Linked DNA regions of Sus scrofa: all the other regions are linked to region 3. The links are chromatin contacts, called in public Hi-C and HiChIP or PLAC-seq maps. All regions are on one chromosome and are shown on one strand. Each heading gives the region's core, a stretch centred on a gene start, on an enhancer-like site or on the middle of the called end of the contact. The rest is flanking DNA. Distances are from core to core; before and after follow the strand shown.

The links. A called contact is a pair of places that touch in the nucleus more often than the background predicts. HiChIP or PLAC-seq counts read pairs in DNA pulled down with a chosen protein or histone mark.
Region 1: an H3K27ac HiChIP or PLAC-seq map of skeletal muscle shows a contact between it and region 3. The contact joins two enhancer-like sites. A contact is called at or near these places in 1 of 47 Hi-C or Micro-C datasets (skeletal muscle) and 1 of 2 datasets of contacts at active chromatin or transcription factors (skeletal muscle).
Region 2: a Hi-C map of skeletal muscle shows a contact between it and region 3, with 5 times the contacts expected there. The contact joins two enhancer-like sites. A contact is called at or near these places in 3 of 47 Hi-C or Micro-C datasets (embryonic fibroblasts, psoas muscle and skeletal muscle) and 1 of 2 datasets of contacts at active chromatin or transcription factors (skeletal muscle).

What each region holds. Positions count from the first base shown.
Region 1 is chr1:52,815,478-52,819,862 of Sscrofa11.1, forward strand. All of the region lies in intron 3 of KCNQ5 (potassium voltage-gated channel subfamily KQT member 5), which reads left to right. Among named protein-coding and RNA genes, the nearest start is that of DPPA5, 170 kb to the right of the region's middle. Within about 2 kb of position 1,479, at least 1 of the 83 cell types and tissues checked has an H3K27ac peak or open chromatin away from gene starts, as enhancers often do. A contact at or near this core is called in skeletal muscle, where this site is marked.
Region 2 is chr1:52,897,203-52,901,858 of Sscrofa11.1, forward strand. The region is part of intron 11 of KCNQ5 (potassium voltage-gated channel subfamily KQT member 5); the gene reads left to right. Among named protein-coding and RNA genes, the nearest start is that of DPPA5, 88 kb to the right of the region's middle. Within about 2 kb of position 2,754, at least 4 of the 83 cell types and tissues checked have an H3K27ac peak or open chromatin away from gene starts, as enhancers often do. A contact at or near this core is called in skeletal muscle, where this site is marked.
Region 3 is chr1:52,541,213-52,545,800 of Sscrofa11.1, forward strand. All of the region lies in intron 1 of KCNQ5 (potassium voltage-gated channel subfamily KQT member 5), which reads left to right. Among named protein-coding and RNA genes, the nearest start is that of KCNQ5, 110 kb to the left of the region's middle. Within about 2 kb of position 1,404, at least 5 of the 83 cell types and tissues checked have an H3K27ac peak or open chromatin away from gene starts, as enhancers often do. A contact at or near this core is called in skeletal muscle, where this site is marked.

The DNA of each region.
Region 1 (4,385 bases), core at 229-2,728, 270 kb after region 3:
AATACACACATGCCTCTTAAACACACCCATAAGAAAGAAATACAAATGACAGCATTTTCTCACCTGTAAGGTCAGCAAAATTCCAAGATATGACCTCTTACTTTTTTCAGTGAGACTTTGAAGAAGCAGGCACTGATATTCCAACTGGAGTGCAAAGTGGTGTCAACTGTATGGAAAGTGTTACTACTACTAAAATTACACACATTTACTCTGTGACCCACGAATTCTCCTTCCTGATAGTTACATCACTTTGTAGTAAGTAGTAAGTATAGTTGAGCAAACTGTGACTACAATGAAGAAGCTCTTTCTGTTTAGCTACAGAAGGATCCAAGAAACATTAAAAGAAAAAAGATGCTGCAATACTACATATATAGTGTGCTACTTTTTGTGTAAGAAAAGAGAAAAATAAGAGTATATATTCCTATTGCTTTTATTTTTTGAAAAAAATTGGAAAAAAAATTTTTTTAAGAATGAAAATGTTCAAGAGTTCCTGTTGTGCCTCAACAGTAATGAACCCAACTAGTATCCATGAGGACATGGGTTCATTCCCTGGCCTCACTCAGTGGGTTGAGGATCCAGCACTGCCTTGAGCTATGGTGTAGGTCACAGACTTGGCTTGGATCCCCCATTGCTATGGTTGTGGTGTAGGCCAGCAGCTGCAGCTCTGATTCATCCCCTAGCCTGGGAACTTCCATATGCCACTGGCTCAGCCCTAAAAAGATTAAAAAAAAAAAAAAAAGGAAGAAGAAGAAGAATAAAAATGTTCACCTAGGAGTTCCTTTGTGGCTCAGCAGAGTAAGAATCAATTGTTGTCAGCGCTGTGGCTCTGGTTATTACTGTGGTGCAAGTTCAATCCCTGGCCCTGGAACTTCTGCATGCCAGGGGTGTGGCCAAAAAAAAAAAAAATTTCACCTAAAGATGCTAAGTAGGAACAAAGAATGAAGACAAGGGTGGGAGAAAGATTTCTCCTCGTTTACCTCTTTATATCATTTTGATATTTAAATCATATGAATATATTAACTATTCAAAAACTGGAGTTCCCATCGTGGCTAGTGGTAACAAACCCAGTTAGCATCCATGAGGATGTGGGTTTGATTCCCGGCTTCACTTAGTGGGTTCAGGATCCAGCATTGCCGTGAGCTGTGGTGTAGTTCCAAGACATGACTCAGATACTGCGTGGCTGTGGCATAGGCCAGGGGCTGCAGCTCTGATTCAGCCCCTATCTGGGAACCTCCATATGCCATGAGTGTGGCCCTAAAAAGATAAGTAAATAAAAGAGGAGTGTGGGAAGGAACCACATCAGGTACTTTCTAAGTCTAGAGCTCTTAAAATGTGTTAATTTCAGAAATGGTTGTGTTATGGTACCTAAAGGACATTAAGAGGGAGTTTTGCAGCTTTTTCTTTAACTGGTTGTTAATTATGGCTTAACCCAGAAGGACTTTCTTGGCCTTTAACTGCGGTAACTGAATCTGCACTGTAGGCCTGTATTTCTCCCTTCTCACCATGTGTCACCCAGATTGTCTGTCTGCTCAGTTCTTCTATTCCAACTGTCCTTTCACCTCTGTGAGGGCAGGGAGTGTCGGTCCTGTCCACCCCTCCACGCCCTGTCCGTGCCCTTTACTGTTAAAAGCCCAGATCCTAGCTGTTTCTGGCCATAATAGTGTGTACTAAGTGAATTAAAACTTCAAAACAATGGCGAGCTAGAAGGCATTCCCCTGCAGACCATCACTCCCCTTCACACCCTCTGCATACACAATGTAAAAACGGTCTGAGGAAATGAAGAAAAATGTGGCAACTATCCAAGCAATGCACAGCAAAAAATAGCACCTTTACCTCAGTTATCAGAAGTTTTCAGAAAGAATAATTTTGGCCTGAAATTTTTAAATCTAATTGCTTTAGTTCCCACTTTAATGCGGTCATGTGACTGTGATGGTATTTTTAATAAGGTGCTTATAATTGTAAGCTCCTCTACAGGAGGCTCTTCTGCTCCCATACTGCCTTTTTCTCAACTTTTTACTTCTGCCTTTTGCACAGTGTTTTAAATATTTGACTTTAGCCCCTACCACAGACTCCAAATCTGTGTTTGGAATGTGGAGATCAAAGTAGTGTAGCTAATCCTCAGGACATGTGCCATCGTGTGACTTCAGAATCCACCTCTTATCGAACTTCTGTGGTTTTCTGGACTAGTTGCTGGTCATAATGTTCAATGTGCACATCTGAAACTGTTTTTGAATTACTTTTTCTTGGTATGTCTCCATATTTCCTTTGTGGGAAAATACACTGTCCTGATGGCGGTGCCCTCTGTGAGCATCTCCAGCCTCTGCACAAAACTTCCCCAGGTTGTATCATCACCTGCTTCCAATAAACTTTGCTTTTCGTTCCCCTGTAAACAGAGCGTGTCTTATTCAGAAAGCTCATGATGGGAGGAAAGGGATTGATAATGAAAAGAAAGGGAGCCCAAAGTAGGATTTGTCTTCATGGCATTAGGATTTGTTGTGAAGCAGTGCATTCCACAGTCTGTGCTGCAGGTCCATGAGTCAGTTCCTATGAATTCTAACCCAGTCTCTAGAAGTAATTTCTTGTATCACCTTGTACAAGCCGCCCTGGGACCCAGTTTCTTTCCTTTTATGCACAGATAAGAATAGCAGTGTACTTTGCAGAGTTCATAAACAGCAATACCTAAAAGTGAATATGAAATGAGAAAGTTCTAAAAATTGTCCTTTACCTAGTACCGACGAGGAAGATTTTGCCAAGGACTGGATCATTAAAAATGGAGCTTTTAATTAATCACGATCTGTTTGATTAATATAATCCCCTAAAAAGGCAAATAGCAGGTTATAATAGATCTGCACATGGCAACAGGTAGGATTTTCAGAATCATAATGAGTGTCAGGTATTTATCTGGGGCTTGTATTTACTCAAATTTGCTCTCTTAAAGCACTATCTCTTCATTCTTCACAGAAGAAAAAGCCCATTTTCACACCCCAGTGTTTATCCTGGAGGATTATCCAGAAGCCTAAACTGTATCTATTTCTTATTTCTAAAAATAAGAAATTGTGTATCACAAGAGCTTGAGGGCCAGGTGTATGAGGTAATTCTCAATATCCCCAGATAATACTTAGAAATGGATTCCTATCCATAGGTGTCCCTGGTTAGTGACATTTTAGCTGAAATGGCCTCTCCACCTGCAAAATCCAAATAGCTCTCTTCTATTCAAAGAACTTCCTGAAGATACCCTTTCAAAAACTTTTAGTAGTAGGCGATGATTAATGAAAACCTACAGGTCACCTGAAAATAATACCAAGTTTCTCAAAGAAAAATTGCTTATCCCAATACAACTAAACATAACTGGCTGCCAGGATTCAGAGTCAGTTCATTTAACTGCTGAGGGTTAAATACAAAATAGGAGTATTGAAATTGAGGTACTTTGTTTTTACTCTGTAAATTTAAACCTGTAATGACATCATTGTTTCACTATTAGTGCATAAATGTTCTGGTTATCACACTGAACAAGATATCTAAGCATTGGATTTCATCATAGAATGCTAGGGGATTTCCAGTAGAAGTTTCAACTGTCATTATTCATTGGTAGAATCCAAATCTTTTTTTTTTTTCCAGCACCCCTGGCATGCAGAAGTTCTCAAGTCAGGGATCAAACTCATGCCACTGCAGTAACCCAGGGCCACAGTAGTGATTCCAGATTCTTAACCTGCTGAGCCACAAGGGAACTCCCCATATCTCTTTTTAGACCTATAGGCAAATACTGGTATTTAGACCTATAGGCAAATACTGTTGAGTTGAAACTGACTGCAGTTTTGCCATTTGGTATGTATGAAAACAGGTGCAAGGTGAAAATTATAAACATCTGAGGACTAAAAGCCATTCTTGTACTTTCTGTATAAAGGAACATGATATAAAGCAAACATATAATTGCCCTAAAGCATGTTCAAAATCATCTGGAAATACCCATGACTTTTCATCATTTTGATTTATTGAGGACTGATGGGATTAACCTAGGTAGTTTATTCGAGAAACTTGAGTGTGCCTTAAATAGATGTGTTTGCCTCCTACTCATTCACAGTGACTCTCAGAGGACAAATGCTTCTTTCCTTGTGTTTTATAAATACACAAACACAACTTCCTTACATCTTCCAATCTGTAATCTACATATGAAATTAAACATCTGTGGTCACACTATGAATCAGTAGTTTCAGTATGATATTGGAGATTAGTCTTGCAGCATAAAACACACAGGGACACACACTGTTGCCTGACTCTGCAACCCTGACCTTTCCCCGAGCTCCAGCCTCACCCACTGTCTACGGATGTCTAGAGGCCATCTCAAAATTGATACATACAGCCAAAATCAAACCATTAATTTTACC
Region 2 (4,656 bases), core at 1,504-4,003, 360 kb after region 3:
TAACTTGAGCTGGAATATGATCCCTGACCCAGGGACTCCATATGGCACAGGGTGACCAAAAAAGAAAAAATAGTAATAATAAAATCCGAGGCATTATAACAACAAAAAAGAATTCAATGAAATGATTTCCTAATTCTTAAAAGAGCTCACTTTTAGGCTGTTCACTCCAAATCTCCTAAGATTCAGAACAAACAATGGTCACATGACTGAAATTTCACAATTTGTCCCTGAAGAACTAACACTATAAAGTACTAGGTTAAAGGTCACATTTGGAAAAACACAGGGGAGTGAGGATCCAAAAGTGACATGTGAAGTTACACTGTACCTCACTGTAATATATTTACATTTCCGTTAATGTCACATTGTTCCTGAAGAAAAAAATAAGTCCGGTTGGCCTTCTTTATTTTATTAATATGGATGATATGGCTAGCTAGAGAGAGCTCCCTCACGCTTGTGTTACTGATATTAAAATTCTATTATTTATTAATTGTAAACTTACAGAATCAAGAATTTATTATTTTTTTTCTTTTTTTTTTTTTTTTCTAGGGCTGCACCCAAGGCATATGGAGGTTCCCAGGCTAGGGGTCAAATCAGAGCTACAGCTGCCGACCTACACCACAGCTCATGGCAATACCAGATCCTTAACCCACTGGGCGAGGCCAGGGATTGAACCCACAACCTCATGGTTCTTAGTTGGATTTGTTTCTACTGCGCCCCAATGGAAACTCCATAGACTCAAGACTTTAAAGTGGACACACAGGACTTCCTGTTGTGGCTCAGTGGTAACAAACCTGACTAGTATCCATGAGGACACAGGTTTGATCCCTGGCTTCGATCAGTGGGCTAAGGATCTGGCATTGCCATGAGCTGTGGTGTGGGTCGCAGACACGGCTCAGATCCTGCATGGCTGTGGCTATGGCATAGGCCGGCAGCTGTAGCTCTGATTCGACCCCTAGCCTGAGAACTTCCGTATGCTACAGGTGCGGCCCTAAAAGAATAAAAAATTTTAAAAATATAAAGTGGACGCACAGGTTGCATTTCAACCTGAAAATAAAAGTGTAGTGTACAGTATTTATTCAACACATATTTCTTGAGTTGTACTACAGAAGTTATTCATGCTTTTGCTTTAAGCTTATTTTGCCACTTAAATGTTTTCATGGACCACTGGAGGGAAATCCTATTTTAAAATAAATCCTATAAAAAGTAAACATTATGAGCAAAAATGGAATTTTTTCACGGTAGGATCCCAAGGTTTAAAAAAAAAAAAAAAAACTGCTAAAAGAGAAAACAGTAAAGCCAAAATCCAGAGGTTAGTAAATGAGTTATATGTTGTGATCAGATAGCGTGGAGGAGTATCACTCACCTTGACTGGCTTCCTCAATAAATATTAGCTTGCTTACCCTGTTCCAGGCACATGATTCCAGGTGCTCGAGCTACCTTAGAGAACAAGACATTGGGCATTATGGAGCTTATATTCTAGTAGGAAGATGAATAAGTAATGAGGACAAAATAGTAAATTGTTGAGTATGTTGAAAAGTGACAAGCGATGTGGAAGAAAGAAAAGGTGACTAAGGAGAATGGATGGTGGATGGAGTTCAGTGTGTAGCCTTGGGTAAGGTGGTCCAGATGGTTCTCCTGGAGAATCCATACTAAGCAGAGAGCTCAACAGCTAAGGAGCCTCACAGCTATCTAGAAAGGAGCATTCCCTGGAGGGAGACAGGTGCCTGGTTCCTTCAAGGGGACCTAGAGAAAAAAGAAGGAGGGGAGAGTGATGGGAAATGAGGTCAGACCAGAAGAGGGGTGGGGCAGGCACCTAGGCCCTTGCAGGCCTTATGAAGACTTGGGCTTTTTACTCTGGAAAAAAAACGGAGCGCCATTGGAGAGTTGCTCACTGAGAGCCATGGCCTTGGTTTTTTCTCTTTTTTTAGAAAATTGAAGTATAGTTGATTTACAGTGTTGTGTTAGTTTCGGGTTTACAGCAAAGTGATTCAGTTATACATATTTTTTTTCAATTGTTTTCCATTATAAGTTTTTACAAGATCTTGAGTATAGTTCCCTGTGCTAGTCCCTTGTGGTTTATCTATTTTATACATAATAGTTTGTATCTGCTAATCCAAGCTTCTAATTTATCCTTCTCACCCCCTTTCCCCTCTGGTAACCATACGTTTGTTTTCTGTGTCTGTGAGTCTGTTTTGTAAATTAGTTCATGTGTATCTTTTTTTTTAATTCCCATTTATAGGAGAGGGAATCAGTGTTATTAATGAAAAGAAAAAAAGAGGAAGATGAGATAGGTTGTTTTTAAGAAGAGTTTGCTGGTGCTGACAAGCAAAGCTAGATTTAAACTTCACTGATTAGTCAGGCAAGGTGGTCACAAGGTAAATGTTCATTTTTATCAGTCCTTACAACAGGGTTTTCTCATTCTTGCTGACTTCTTAGAATTGCTGGCAGTTTGGCCCAGTTCACAGGTTCAGAAAATAGGACATGTAAGGCAGTTCCTCTGGAATGGGTGCTCCAGTTCTATTTTAAAGGGCCCCACTCACGCTGTTTTTCACACTGAGCTGCAGCTTCTTCATCTGTAAAATGAACACAACATTTCCAATCTGGCAGTACAGCATTTTAACTTACAGCTCATGTTTGTAAACCCATCTCACACACAAGGACTGAAATGAGTGACACCTTTCATGAATACAGTGAAGGGCCCACTTCATGCCACAAAGCACCCAAGGCATTCAGCCACCACTGAACACAGAGCTGAGAAACGGGAGCCCATTGAGACCTCTCGGGTGACAACCTCTTCTGTGAAAACACTCTTCACTTACCTTCCAGGAGCTGATTCACCAAGTGTATAAGATCACAGTGCAGGGCCATCTCCTAACTGCAGAATTCATTTATTTTTAAAATCCTACGTCCAGACTTTATGGAAGTCAAAGGGAGGGCTGTAGTGGTACCAGGAAGAAATTCATCAACGTTCATGAAATAAACGTGCATTGAGGATTGTCTTTGTACCATCAGTTTTCTAGGGGCAGTAGGTCCATGGATAAGAAGGCACAGGGTAGATGGACACAAGACAAGGACCTTGCCTTCACAGAGCTGACCGTCTAGCAAGGAAAGGGGCTTGTGCACAACAAATATAAGACATACATGTTCCCAGTACGGGAGGACAGGGCTGCCTCAATCTTGGGGATCGTAGACTCTTGAAAAGTTTGTGATTGGAAAACTGGATCTTAGGCTCTAAACTCTGTCCTGCTGCCCTCCATACCTCATCTTCTTTGCTTTGGATGACTCGAAATAAACAGAAATTGTTAAACTGCAAAATGAAATTCTAGTTTTCAGAATGGCGCAAAAGTTAGAGTCCACTGAAGGGTAAATGATTTGTTCTAAATATTCTGATGCTCTTTTCTTTGTGGGGGGCTGCTCCTTGCTTTTGTGATACTCTAGGCATGTAATAATCCGTCTGCTGCAAATTCAGCATGACAGATTACCAGCCCTCCCCCTACCCCCGAAAAGGAAAGGAGAGTGGATGGGGTGTGCAGAGAATAGCCCTTGGGAAACTATCCAAAGGTAATAACGCACCTTATTATAGACAGCATCTTGGGAAACTATGCCTAGTCTGGCGTAGCTGGAGCATGAGCATGAGATAAAGAAGACATAGAATAAGATGAGGCTGAATAATGGCTTTTGAGCTCTCAAAATAAAGTTCCCTCACTGGGCAACCAGAGGTGTTCAATATCTGATCTATGTTGAGAAATTGACTTTGACATTAAACATCAGTTCATGCAGAGAAAAAGATACTGGAAGGGAATAGCCCAAAATTTAATAGGATTTACCTGAACCACAAATTTTTCTCATTCTTTATGATTTAATTTAAAATTCAAATTTTCAAAGTTTCTAGAGAGCATGTATTACTGTCATAATGAGAGGGAAAAAAAGTTAAAAATTATTTAAGACAAAAGTCTCAAACAAAAAAGATATTATCTAGGAGTTCCCTGGTGGCCTAAAAGGGATCCAGTGTTGTCGCTGCTGTGGCAAGGGTTCAATCCCTGGCCAGAGAACTTTCACATGCCATGGGCGCAGCCAAAAAAAAATATATGTATATAATCTGGAACATTTTTCTGGGTTTCTTATTAGTGTCTAAAGGACCCAATATGTCTCTTGGTGACTTAGCAGCAACTATCACAGAACAGAAAAAAAGTCCCCAGCCAAGGAATAGCGAAATAAAATTGTGCTGCAACATCAGGGCCTAAGCAGTTATTCTAAACTCTAGCTGGATTAAAGAAGTTGCCTTTGAACTAGCACATGGCTAAAGTGGAGACTCTAAATTTAGGATGATATTTAAGGTGCCAGGAAATGATAGTGGGGGAAAGGTAATTGAAAAACAAGCAGCAGCAGAAGTAAGGAACCCTTGGAAAATAAATTATAATTCATAACAGGATGTAATAAATTAGTTATCACCACCATTAATAGTCCCCTTTTTAATGTGTGTTCCTTACATCATAGAGGAATAGAATCATTACACGCTTAATTTAAATTTCTAAAATGTATTGTGAATTTATAGCTGTCACATTTTTACCATAAGAAACATATGACAGTGGTAGTTTAAGTTCTGGAACTTGGGAAGTCTTTTTTTTCTTCATTCTAATTGTTTTCCTGTTTTTT
Region 3 (4,588 bases), core at 154-2,653:
GTCACTCTGCTGAAAAAGACTGACAGCTGGAGTTCCCTGTTGGCTCAGCAGGTTAAGGATCTGGTGTTGTCAACTGTAGTGGCTGAGGTTGCTGCTGTGGCAAAAATTTAGTCCCTGGAACTCCTGCATGCCATGGGCATAGCCAAAAAAAAAAAAAAAAAAAAGCTGACAATAGTGTGTTGCATCTGAAGGATGGAAACCACCATTTGTGATGTATTACATGGGACTAATAAATAGGACAGAAAGAGAAAAATTAAATTTCACCACACCCTGTTCTGTCAATGACCTTTACACTCACTGCTTGTTTGGTTTTACTCTGCTTGGTCTCTATGGATTCTGAACTTCTTTTATTTCATAACAGCAACTCTGGGCTTTTGCGCTTCACTAAATTTCATTTTAAAAACCTCTTCTTTCTTAGACCTGATAATATAGATGCCACTCTTATGAGCACAACATTTAAAGAACATCAAATCCCCTAAATAATTTGTTTCTCTATCAGAGAAGGCAGCAGAGTTGCAGATGGTGTGTTCAGTGAGCCGAGAACTTAGGCTGAGAAGCTATTAATTCTCACAGCAGCTCTCCTACTATTTTATGGTCCCAGGAATTGATGTCATTCAGAGTCAGCTTCATACACTGTAAATCTATAAAATGAGAAAATAAAATTAACACTAGTATTTTAAGAATATTTACAGCACTATAAGTTTAGGCTATTGTATCAGTTATCTACTGCCATGTAACAAATTACCACAAATGCAGTGGCTCAAAACAATATGAGTGTATCATCTCAGTTTCTGTTGCTCAAAGAAGGTCTATGCACAGTTTATCTGGGTTCTCAGCTCGGGCCTCACCAGATTGAAAGGCATGGGCCACCGTAGAAATTGAAGTACTTGCCAAAGAAATAGTTTTTCCAAATGTTTATTACAGTAATCCCATAGCCGTCTCAAAAAGTTTCAGTCTCTTCCTTGGATAGAGTTGCAGCCAAAGAGAGCCACTCTAGTTTTTCCATTCCAATTACCTTCTGTTCACAAATATTTATTGAGTGGCTCTTATTTGCCCGTTAGAGGCACTGGAACTCTTAGGTGACTAGAGAACCTAATCCTAGGAAATGAAGGGTCCTGCAGTGAAGTGGATTTGGGGAGGGGTGCAAGAGGGACCAAGCCTGAATCATTTGAAAGGAGAAGGAAACTCGAGTTGTTGCCAGAATCCATTTGTCTTGAGAGAAACTTCCCTACTAGTGAGTAACTGGAAATTCTCTACAAATGATAGATTGCCTTGGGCAGCTGTTGTGTTGGGAGACGATGAAGCAGTCTGCCAAGGTCATCTGAGTTGACAAGGACTGTTCCAAGGCTGAAGGCTAACGTGAGATGCTTGGTGAAAGCCACAGTGCAAGGAGAATTTTATGACAGTGTTATAGTTGGAATGTATTGGAACGTGCACTGTGTTTACCAGCTCACGAGGGAGGTGATATTCTGAGTAGAGGACTTAAGGGTGAGGAAAGACTTTACTGAGCACAGTTATGCAGACAAAAGAAAAGTTTTAGGAAGCAGAACTGCTTGCTGAAAGCTTCAGTGAATTGGTGGTTCCACCTGATACCTTGGACTCTAGCAGAACCCTAGGGATTTTAACTGCTGACTCCCATCAGCCCTTGTGTCCTTGTCCAACCCATCCCCCTTTTCTCTAATTATGACTGGATTGATGACAGAATTGGGCATCTTTGGGGAGAGAGACCTAAGAATTGTTCTAGGATTCTGTCATGTCAGAGATTCTGTTCATGATTAAGGAGGTTGTGTCCCAAGGCTAGCAGTGTTTTGAACCTTGTGTCAGGAGTAATTTTAGAGCATGCTTGCTTCCAGAAGGGCTGGAAATGTGAAGCTGGGCTTGGTCCCCTGCAAGTTAGGGAAGAGAGTCTGTGGTGGCAGTTTGGGTAGAGCCACTGAAGAGTTGGTCCTTTGCTTAAAGGTGGGAGGTAGGAGTTGGGATGTTCAAGGAAGTTGAATTGGCAATGAACTGAACTTCAGCTGACTTCAGCTTGAATGTAAGGTTGCCTGGTAAATGGGTCTCAGAGGGCTCTCCAAGGTTAATGTCTTCTGTTCCACAAAATTACATGAAGTTTCCTGTTCTGTGGCCTTTCTAATAGTAATGGATCACCAGTAATGGATCTCATTTGGAAGGATGGTACTCTTCAAGATTTTACCTCCTTCAAGAGGCAGTCTCTAAGAGAGAATCTCAAGGGTGAATGACACTCAGTCTCTCAGATGGGAAAACATACCTTAGAAGATGTGGTTATGGTTGTCATGCACTATAAAGCCACACAGTGAGAGGAAATGTGGCTTATCCTGTGCAGCTCAAATAAGAATTTAAGAACTCTTCAGGAAGACTGCAGAGTTCAGGAAGATCAATGAGGAAAAAACCAAACTCAAGCAAATACAATTTGCTGAAGCGAATATCTAGAGTGGGCATGGGGAAAGGATAGGAAATCTGGCAGAGGCTAGAGAGGCAGACAAACCCAACTCCATTTTCCCCTAACTCTGAAGGCTATGATCTGGTTAAAATTTCAGGGACCTCTCAATACCAACTGCCACACACCCCCACACACGCACACCCCATCTTATCCCCATGCCACTGCCCTTGCCCTGCCATTCAGCCCACACCTGCCTGGCTCCCAACAGAGCCTCAGTTTCCTTTCTAGTCATAGGTCATTCGAACATGAATGCAAGGCAATTCAAAGATCACCAGAGAATTTGTATTTCTCTTAAAACGTCCCTCATAACATAAGTGCCCTGTTAATATAATCTTAGAAATAGTTTTCAAAGTTCATAAGGGTTGCAAAAGTTCGACTTGATCTGTTCACGTAGACACATGTGACTTCCCGGCTCCCCTTTCTCCTTCTATTTTTATCAGCTGTCCTACAGGAGATCAGCTTTCTTCACAGCATCTGATATAAATAACCTCAGTTCTCTCAGTGTGATCTGCTCAAGATTTCCAGGTAGTTCATGGCTATTTGTATTCATGGTTGGTCAGTGATAGGTTTTTGTGACTAATATAAATGAATATTTGTCATAGAAAATGAAATAACCATTACACCTTGCCTCAATAATTTTATTAAAAGCTTGACTATTCTTGATGAGCAGGTGAGTGGAGTTTAACACTACAGCAACGTTCAGAAACAAGCCGCAGTGGTGGTCTTTTCAGACTCTGCCCTTGAGTTGGAATTCCTGTGAGAGACTCTGTTAGACCAAAGTTGTCTGATCTCTCCCACATCTGCCCTGATGTCTTTCAGAGCTAGGCAGTGGGGGCTACTGCTTCTTTTCACGCCCCTTACAGTGTAACTGAAAGAAATCTTAAGTATTCTTGTGTCTCGGAGAAAAGTATCAGTCAACAAAAGCTGGAGTATCAAACAAGCCTCTAAAGTTTTTATCTCAAAATTGTCCATGTTGAAGGCTCCTCTCTGTAGCTTCTGCACAGGACTCTTCGAAACCTTTGGTCATTTTAACCATTTTAGATGTAACTTGATCTAAAATGCAGCTTCCCTTCAGGTAATGTAGCAGCAGTCACTCACTACTTAGAAAAATTCAAAATCAAACTATGAAGTAGCAGTAGAAGTATCACTATATACTTAAAAGCATTAATAGATAAGTAAGCTATAGTTTTGCTCTAGTGATGATGAGTCCAAGTGTTATTAAATCTAATTAATAAAATCTTTCGTAACATAAAGAATGTATTTCATTATTTTTCATGATTTTAGTCATTAAAATGTAATTTAATTATGTTAATAGAATTTTAATGGAATTTAATCTAACATTACCATGCAGCTTCGTAATCTGAAATATAAAATAAATACAAGCCAATTTTATTTTCATTTTTCATTATACAGTATAATGGAGGAAAATAGCATAACAGCAATTTCACAAATTCAATTTATTAACTTCTGTGGTAGTGACCATACCAATATTGTGTTACCATAAACATACGCCCTTTGAACATCCAGATCCCATTAGGGATCTGTTAGGACTGTGCTTGTGTTCACTGTGTATCCATCACAAGCAGCTTATAAAGAAAAGGGTGCTACAGCTGGATTCTGCTTTCGGGTTTGTATTTTTACCAGGTCAGTAACACAGACCTTCACAAACCAGGTCACAAACACCACAGCCTTCTCTCTGGTGAACTGGTAATTCTAATCTAAACCCTTCCTATCTTACCAAGAAGTCCTAACTGAAGTAAAAATCAAGTGCTGGATACAGTATGAGTTTTTGTTATTGTAGCCCTCATGATAAGCCACGTTTTGCTGTATTAACAAAAGAAAAGCAAAGCCCCAAATTTCAGTGGCTTGAAGAGTGGATGTTTGTGTCCCTCTCATGTGCACATCTGCAGGAGCTCGGCTTCTTGTAATCCCCTCGATGCTGCAGCCAACCCGTGCGTCCACAACCACCACCCAGGGGAAAGCTGCTGGCAATCATGCTCTGGCATTTAAAACTTCCTCCTGGACAGGCCCTGTGACTCTACTCACATTCATTGACCAATGCAAGTCACAAAGTCACACCACACTTCATAGGTAGGAAGTACTTTCCACCAGAGGCCTGAAGGGGAG